Regions from separate parts of the Hordeum vulgare genome. Here region 2 is linked to region 1. A link is a contact called in public Hi-C data. All regions are on one chromosome and are shown on one strand. Each heading gives the region's core, a stretch centred on a gene start, on an enhancer-like site or on the middle of the called end of the contact. The rest is flanking DNA. Distances are from core to core; before and after follow the strand shown.

Region 1 (4,146 bases), core at 641-3,140:
TCCAGTGTACCGAGAGGGCCCAGAGATACATCTGTGTCATACGGAATGATAAATCTCAGTCTTGATCCATGCTAACCCAACAAACACCCTCGAATATACCTATAGAGCACCTTTATGATCATCGAGTTATGAAGTGACGTTTGATGTACACAATGCATTCCTCCGGTGTGAGGGAGCTGCATGCATGATCTCATGGCCTTAGGAACAAATAATTGAGATGAAGAAAGTAGTTGCAACAAACTAAGTGACACAATCAAATGGTATGCTTACGGGTGGGTCTTGTCCATCATATCATTCTCCTCATGATGTGATCTCATTATAAAATGATAAATCATGTCTATGCTTAGAAAACCTTAACCATCTTTGATCAACGAGCTAGTCTAATACAAGGGACACAATGTTGTTTCTATATCCACACATGTATTTAAGTTTTCTATCAATACAATTATAGTATGGATAGTAAACGATTATCATGAACAGGAAAATATGATAATAACCACTCTATTATTGACTCTCGGACATATTTTCATCGGCTCATTCATTTGGATGAGGTGAAAAGGCCAATACATAAGTTTTAATTAATGAAAGGACTCTTTGGAATGTATGGTTCTAAACATAAGTAACAAAATGAGAATGCCATGACACTTGAATCTTATGAAAAGTGGGAACACAATAATTCTTAACCTTTTGATGATATAAATAAAAAATATAACAAATTTGAGATGATTGTTACTTGATTAGAGAGATGAGAGAATGAAAGACATAGAAAGATGCATTGTAAGGTGTGCAAAAATTTCTTTTCATGAGGCCAAAGCTCATGCTTGGTTTCCTCCAAACATTTACAGGAAATTTTTCTATGAGATTCTTTGGTGAAATATCTCGAGAGCACATAGTCTAGAGGAACACCTTAACCACTACCAATGTCGGGGAGGCCCAATCCCGCTTCTCACATAATGAGTTTGGTTTCTCTCTTCCGGAGTGAGAGAGATGCATGCGGTGCGGCGGCGTAGTGCTTTCGAGAGGCGTGTTCCGTGCTCCATCCGTAGCATGTCACGGCTCTCCCGTCCTTCTTTGGGCAAGTTGCACCGGTTTTTGCTATGCTTGGTGGAGGTTGAGAGGAAGGCACAGTAATACCGGACTGCTTTTAGGCGGCAACTATATTAGTGTGTTTCGTGTTGGTAGCATTTTTTTTTCTCAGGCGTGTCCCAAGCACATCCAGATATGAGCTAGTTAACGCACATCTAAGTGATTTAATCAGAAATAGAAAAAAAAATATCCACGTGAATCTTCGCGTAAGATCGATGACATAGTCTGATATTTATGTCACATTTAGATATGATTCAACAAAACTATTTTCTCTCACTATGTTATTTGTGCCCTTTGTAATCTAATCTTCGTCCGGTTATCCCTAATTATCAGCAAACAAAAAAATCAACGGCGAAATGCGAGAGCTCCCAGCACGAGAAAGTGGAGTCCCCTCACAATTGAAATCCCACAATTCCTTTCTCCAAAATTCTGAACCTGACTGAAAAACGATAGTGCTGCCAACTTGTGGAGATCATCATGTACCACTAATTAACGATTGACTAGGTCGTCTCAATGCCTTGGCAACTAGCCAGTCACAAGTCAGTTGGTCATGCAGCGGGCAACAACATATACTTCTTCCTTGGGTCATTGGTCTGTGAATCGAAGTCACTAGCTCATGACCACCGAAATACAACGGTCGATATATACTTCAGTGCAGTGTACACTCTATGTCTCTATACACCTGAGAACGACTGCCCATATCAATTTCCCATTAATTGGAATACGTAAATTTGCCGCTACAGCGAGCGTGCACTTATTGCTCTAGCTTTGCTTGTTCACCAGCAGCCCCGTATATAAACGAGGGCTGGGCAAGATGGTTCCCACACCACATCTCGTACGCCACTAGCGCCTAGAACCATAGTACAAACAATAATAGAACTGAGCAGTACTGTGCTAGTGAGCGAGCTTGGGACACGGCCGTTTCAGGTTACCACAAACGCCTCATCCCCAAGCCAAGCACCTCGCCATGAGCACGGACGCGGACGCCGTGCCGGTGGCCGTGGCGCCGGCGAAGCGCCCTCCCATCAACAAGTACGCCTTCGCGTGCGCCCTCCTCGCCTCCATGAACTCCGTCCTCCTCGGATACGGTACGTCGCCACGTGCATTCTCAGCTACTGTAGATCTTCCCACCGTGCATGAAGGTCGATGCTGACTGACTAACACGCTACGTTCTTTGATGTGTGGGTGCGCGCGCTGGAGCAGACATCTCGGTGATGAGCGGCGCGCAGCTGTTCATGAAGGAGGACCTGAAGATCACGGACACGCAGATCGAGATCCTGGCCGGCATCATCAGCATCTACTCGCTCCTGGGCTCGCTCATGGCGGGGCTCACGTCCGACTGGCTGGGCCGGCGCTACACCATGGTGCTGGCGGCCGCCATCTTCTTCACGGGCGCCCTCCTCATGGGCCTCGCCCCCAACTACGCCTTCCTCATGGCCGGCCGCTTCGTCGCCGGCATCGGCGTCGGCTACGCCCTCATGATCGCGCCCGTGTACACGGCCGAGGTGGCGCCCACCTCCTCCCGCGGCTTCCTCACCACCTTCCCGGAGGTGTTCAACAACTTCGGCATCCTCCTGGGCTACGTCTCCAACTTCGCCTTTGCGCGCCTCCCCGTGCACCTCAGCTGGCGCGCCATGTTCCTCGTCGGCGCCGTGCCGCCCGTCTTCCTCGGCTTCGCCGTCCTCGCCATGCCGGAGTCGCCCCGGTGGCTGGTCATGCGGGGCCGGATCGAGGACGCGCGCCGTGTCCTGCTGAGGACCTCCGATTCGCCCGAGGAGGCCGAGGAACGGCTCCTCGACATCAAGAAGGTGGTCGGCATCCCCGCGGACGCGACCGACGCCGATGATGTCGTCGCCATCGTGCGCGCCAACGAGGCCGCGCGCGGGCAGGGGGTGTGGAAGGAGTTGCTGATCAACCCGAGCCGGCCCGTGCGCCGCATGCTCGTCGCCGGCCTCGGGCTCATGTTCATCCAGCAGGCCACGGGCGTGGACTGCGTGGTGATGTACAGCCCGCGGGTGTTCGAGAAGGCCGGGATGAAGTCCAGGACCAACTCGCTGGGGGCGTCCATGGCGGTGGGCGCGTGCAAGACCTTCTTCATCCCGATCGCGACGCTCCTCCTCGACCGGGTCGGCCGGAGGCCGCTGCTGCTGGCCAGCGGCGGCGGGATGGCCATCTTCCTCTTCACGCTCGCCACGTCCCTGCTCATGCTCGACCGGCGGCCGGAGTCGGAGGCGAAGGCGCTGGGCGCGGTGAGCATCGCGGCGATGCTGTCGTTCGTGGCGTCGTTCGCGTCGGGGCTGGGGCCCGTGGCGTGGGTGTACTGCTCGGAGATCTACCCGCTGCGGCTGCGCGCGCAGGCAGCCGCCATCGGCACGGGGCTGAACCGGCTCATGGGCGGGGCCACCACCATGTCCTTCCTGTCGCTCAGCGAGGCCATCACCATCGCCGGGAGCTTCTACCTGTACGCCTGCGTGGCGGCCGCCGGGTGGGTGTTCATGTACTTCTTCCTGCCGGAGACGATGGGCCAGAGCCTGGAGGACACCGGGAAGCTCTTCGGCAAGGACATGGACGTCGACGACGCCGACGACGGCGCCGTCGTGCGCCACGAGCGCAAGAGGTCCACTGAGCTGATCACTCAGCAGTGACACCGAGTAATCTACTCCGTACACATGTCGTGCTTGTGTTGTGTGTGGCCGGTCCAAGCCATCTTGGAGGTGAAGCTCTAGATTCTGGACACGTTGCTCAGATTTCCAGACTTTAGGATGTAGGGACAGACGGACGGACACCCAGCGCTTTACGGGGAGGAAGATCACATGATATTCCGCACGGGTGATGAATCCACGTAGAAAGATGGTCCGGTTCACCGGCCGTTTGCGCTGCTCGCCGTGGCGCGCACTGCGCAGCTTGTGACACATCTTTTCACCGGGTGGCAGTGATTACTGTACGAGTGTGTATGGGGTACCATTTCTGGTATGTACAGGCTTGTGTTATCATGTATGTATATGAGTCGTCTCTCATCTTTGTACTTTTGCTTCGTCTGTTGGTTCCCTTAGTTAGTTG
Region 2 (4,146 bases), core at 800-3,299, 170 kb before region 1:
AAACCCTTAATACACTCCAATAATGAGATGGCCATCTCAATGGCATCACACGTATTGCTTTGCATCCTAAATTTACTATTTATTTTCTAATTCTCATTCGTCAAACAACACTAGCATGATGCCTGAAACATTTCAGTAAATAACTTAGGGATTGAATCTATCTAAAATGGGGTTGTTGCAATAAGCAAGAAGTATTATAATGAAGATTAAAGCTTGACATGACTAGAATGTTTGGTAGGACTAAGTAAATGCTGAACTCCAGCTAAGATCATAGAAAGTATAGGAGCAAATCAACGGTTAAGATCATCAGAAATATGCAAAGAGCACTTCAGGTAATATCACAAAAAAACATAGGACTAAATCAGCAGTTAAGCTTTCAGCTCAGATCGTCAAAAAATAAGGGAAAGAGGCAACTCAGAGAAATCTTCTTAGTCAAGCGATTCAGTTGCACTATAGAAACCAAAGAAAACTACTGTAGAGAAGCTAAGGTACTGCTTAATCGTAGTCTTCCTTCCCTCACAAGAACAATGAATAACTTATCTACAAGGAATAAACTACTCACTGGTGCGTTTTTGCACTGTTATAGTTACCCACCACGATTCACAGCAAGTATTCAGTCGCCAGATTTTAGTCTCTATCACTATAAGTACGCGGGAAATGAAGCTAACAACAGTTGCAAGTGGAGGAACCCAATTCACCAGTTTAAATACATGTGGAGGAGGCTTATTGATGAGTAGGGTGGTCTCATTGGCCACAAATGCCTCCCTGCACCAAGAACCACGAGATTAATATTTATCAAGAAAGGACGAAGAGGACATCGTAGATGCAACGGCCTATGCACAGTACAATTTTTGGATTTTCAAAGATGGAAGAAGAGGACACCGTGCATATAATGCAAAGATCAGTTTCTGGAAATCGAAAGAAGGAAGAAAGGACACCGTACGCGTACAGCGACCTATGCATAGAGCAATTTTTTTTGAAGTTGAACTGAATTTATTATTTCTGGACGAGGCATCAGGTAACATGCGTTGGAGCTAAAATGGCACAGGGGGGGAATGGAAACAGAAGCAGACGGCAAGCAAAGAAATCTGACATGGCCTTGGCGCCCATGGTAGCCACAGCTTGGGCTGAGAGAGATGGGGCGAAAAGCAGCCGAAGGATCAAGAACCAGGAGCACGCTATCGAATTGGAGGAACCGAATGTGTAGCCGGGCCGAGGAAGAGCTACAATCACAAAAAAAAGCTAGCATAAGATGTGCCGTACTACTACAGCGGGTCATCACATGCGTACTGCTGATTCTGATATTGACCTCTGCTGTCTGCTTGCTTTCTGAAAGTTTATTCGAAGTTCTCCACGCACACACGATAAAGGAAGTTTATTCGAAGGTTCAGCCACTGATTGATGTCGACGGCATGATTGCAGGCAGTACGTGTACGTGCTGGGGGCATTTGCACACGTGTGGGATCAAGCGGCGGACGGCTGCCGACGTGATGGAATAATTCAAAGGCGGGTGCTACAGGCCCTACATGCTACAGTAGTCTGATTCGTGCGAACGGACGGTGCGGACAGCGAGGCGAGGCGAGGATAAACTAGTCGGCATTTTCTTGCCACGCATTTGGTCGAACACCTACCGTGCGGCTCGACGAGGAGCACGCCCGCGCGCCCACGCAGAGTGGGTCTCGCGGTCTCAACGGGGAGAGGAGGGGAGATGGAATGGATGGGTGGGAAGGTGAGACTTGCCTCAGCGTGCCGCCGGTCGACGCCGTCGCTGCCGCGCTTACCCCAGGCCCGGCGGCGTCACGGCCGCATCGGCACCGCGGAGGCGGCAGCTGCGGCCGGGCAAGAGCAACGAATTCACGATCTGAACTCCCGTTGCCCAAAGGTAGAAGACCAGCGACAGGATTTTGACCAGGATCAAAGCAATGGGCCCTGATCTGTTTTTCTTTTCCTTTTTGAGGGCTGGAGGGCCCTGATCTCAGGCTGCCCGTAATGGTAGTATCATAGATAGTATCATGCATGTCAACTACTACATCCGTTCCTAAATATAAGTCTTTTTAGAGATTTCACTAGGAGACATACTTTAGAGTGTAGATTCACTCATTTTGATCTGTATGTTGTCCCCTAGTGAAATCTTTAAAAAGACTTATATTTAGGAACGGAGGGAGTACTTCCTCCGTTTCAAAATATAAGACTTTTTAAAGATTTCAATAGGAGATTACATACGGAGCAAAATGAGTGAATGTACATTCTAAAATATGTCTACATACATCCGTATGTAGTTTATATTGCAATCTTTAAAAGGTCTTATATTTAGAAACGGAGGGAGTAGGCAATTTTGATGAGGTGACATAGAATTAAATGAAGGAAGAGAGGGTTAAGTATCATATCATGATACCGTATCATATTAAATGATGTGCTACTATGTGTCTTACATGTCAATAAATGAACTACCCTATGATACTAACATATGATACTATGCATTACGGATGTGGTATCATACATTAATATCATATGCATGATACTAGTATATGATACTACCCATTACAACCAGCCTGATGGAACCTAGTGCGGCGGGTTTCATTCAAGAGTCTGCGAAATCACTAATTAGCTACTACTCTTTTTAAAGATCACTCTAACCCCTGGGTTGTAACAAGACACTGCATGCATGTCATTTGTCATAACCTGAATTTTTTTCTTTTTTCGTAGATTCGTTTTTTCAAATCGTTTTATCTGATTAAATTGTCAAAAACTATTACATTTCATGCAACCGTGTCCAGTAGCTACCACTTTACAATTATCAGCAAAAAACTACCAAAAGTTTCCTAATTGGTGACAAAAAACTACCAATTTTTTTAACTGTCCAATTTAGCTCGTTTAACCGTTTTTCTGGCAAATCGGACCCACATGTCAGGTTAACTGTTAGCTTTGACAGTTATTATAGAGAGGACCCACACGTCAGACCTTTCTTCCACCTCTCTCCACCCTCATGTGCATTACATCAAACAGGTTATGTGCGTCTCGCGGAAGCAAAACCGTGCCTCTCGCGTATCGTGTGTGTTTTTCCCTTTCGGAGAGACAGGACCGTGCCTCTCGCGAAAGCAAAACCGTGTCTCTTGCAAAAAAACAGAAAACATTTTTTTTCCTTTCCCAGAGGCACGGTCGTACCTCTCGCGGGAGCAAAACCGTGCCTCTCGCCAAAAAACAGAAAACACGTTTTTTGTTTTCAAGAGGCTCACGGAGGCAAAAACACGCCTCTCGCGAAAGCAATACCGTGTCTCTCGTAACAAAAGGCGTGTTTTTCGCAAAATAAAATGATTTTTTTTCATCAAAAAACTAAGAACGGTCGGTGAAAAACTGAAACACAAAAAAACAATCTAAAAAAACGAAAAGGGGTAAAAAAATAAAAAAATAAAATCCTGAGGAAATTCTAAGAATGTGGCACGTGGCAACGACTAAAAACACGTCGACTAATAACAGCACACGGAAGTGGTCTTTGAGAGGCTCCGAAAGAAGCTTGCTAATTAGTGACTGCGAAGAGTCTAATGATCTGACGGACAGACGGGCCTTGTCGACCTCTTCCGGCCCATGAGATTTTCTATCACACAATTAACTTACGGTCATGGTCATGGGTTTCCCTCAAAACTCATAGTCATGGCCTCATGGGCTCATGACCTCATGGGCACAATGGGTAGCTGTTACTGCTACTTCACCTACAAAAAACTGTTGCTTCCTTTCCTCAAAAAAAAAAAAACAAAAAAAAAACTAGCTCGTTGCTGCCTCAAAACAAAAACAAAAAAACTTGCTCGTTGATGCTTTTGCCTGCTCGCTGCTGCTCTGCTTGCTAGGCCCTGATCTGACGGAGCCTAGCGCGTCGGATTTTAGGCTGACGGTCAGATGGGCCTTGTCGACCTTTTCCCCATCAGCTTTTCTATCACACGATAAACTCATGGCTCATGGCCTAATGGGCACAAATGGCCCATGAGTAGGATTTGAAACAACTCAAAAAGAAGTACCCCTAAAACATCAAAAAGAAAAGAAAATGGAGTTGGATTTGAGGAGGAATAATCGGTGGAGAAGAAGATGCATTTTTGTAGTGGCCGTGACCACGTTTTCACTTCATGTTTGCCTCGGTACTGTTGATTTCAC

What was found. Hi-C and Micro-C count contacts between places; a contact is called where the count stands out from the background.
Region 2: a Hi-C map of seedling shows a contact between it and region 1, with 6 times the contacts expected there. The contact joins the promoter of LOC123449433 here to the promoter of LOC123449432 in region 1. A contact is called at or near these places in 5 of 6 Hi-C or Micro-C datasets (leaf, seedling and an unstated tissue) and 1 of 1 datasets of contacts at active chromatin or transcription factors (embryo).

The regions. Positions count from the first base shown.
Region 1 is chr4H:548,856,272-548,860,417 of MorexV3_pseudomolecules_assembly, reverse strand. It overlaps LOC123449432 (polyol transporter 5-like), which reads left to right and starts at 1,890. Exons shown (of 2, transcript XM_045126654.1): 1 at 1,890-2,174; 2 at 2,290-4,111. The coding sequence starts at 2,054. The coding sequence ends at 3,731.
Region 2 is chr4H:549,023,151-549,027,296 of MorexV3_pseudomolecules_assembly, reverse strand. It overlaps LOC123449433 (dehydrodolichyl diphosphate synthase complex subunit NUS1-like), which reads right to left and starts at 2,049. Exons shown (of 8, transcript XM_045126656.1): 1 at 1,741-2,049; 2 at 711-765. The coding sequence starts at 2,018.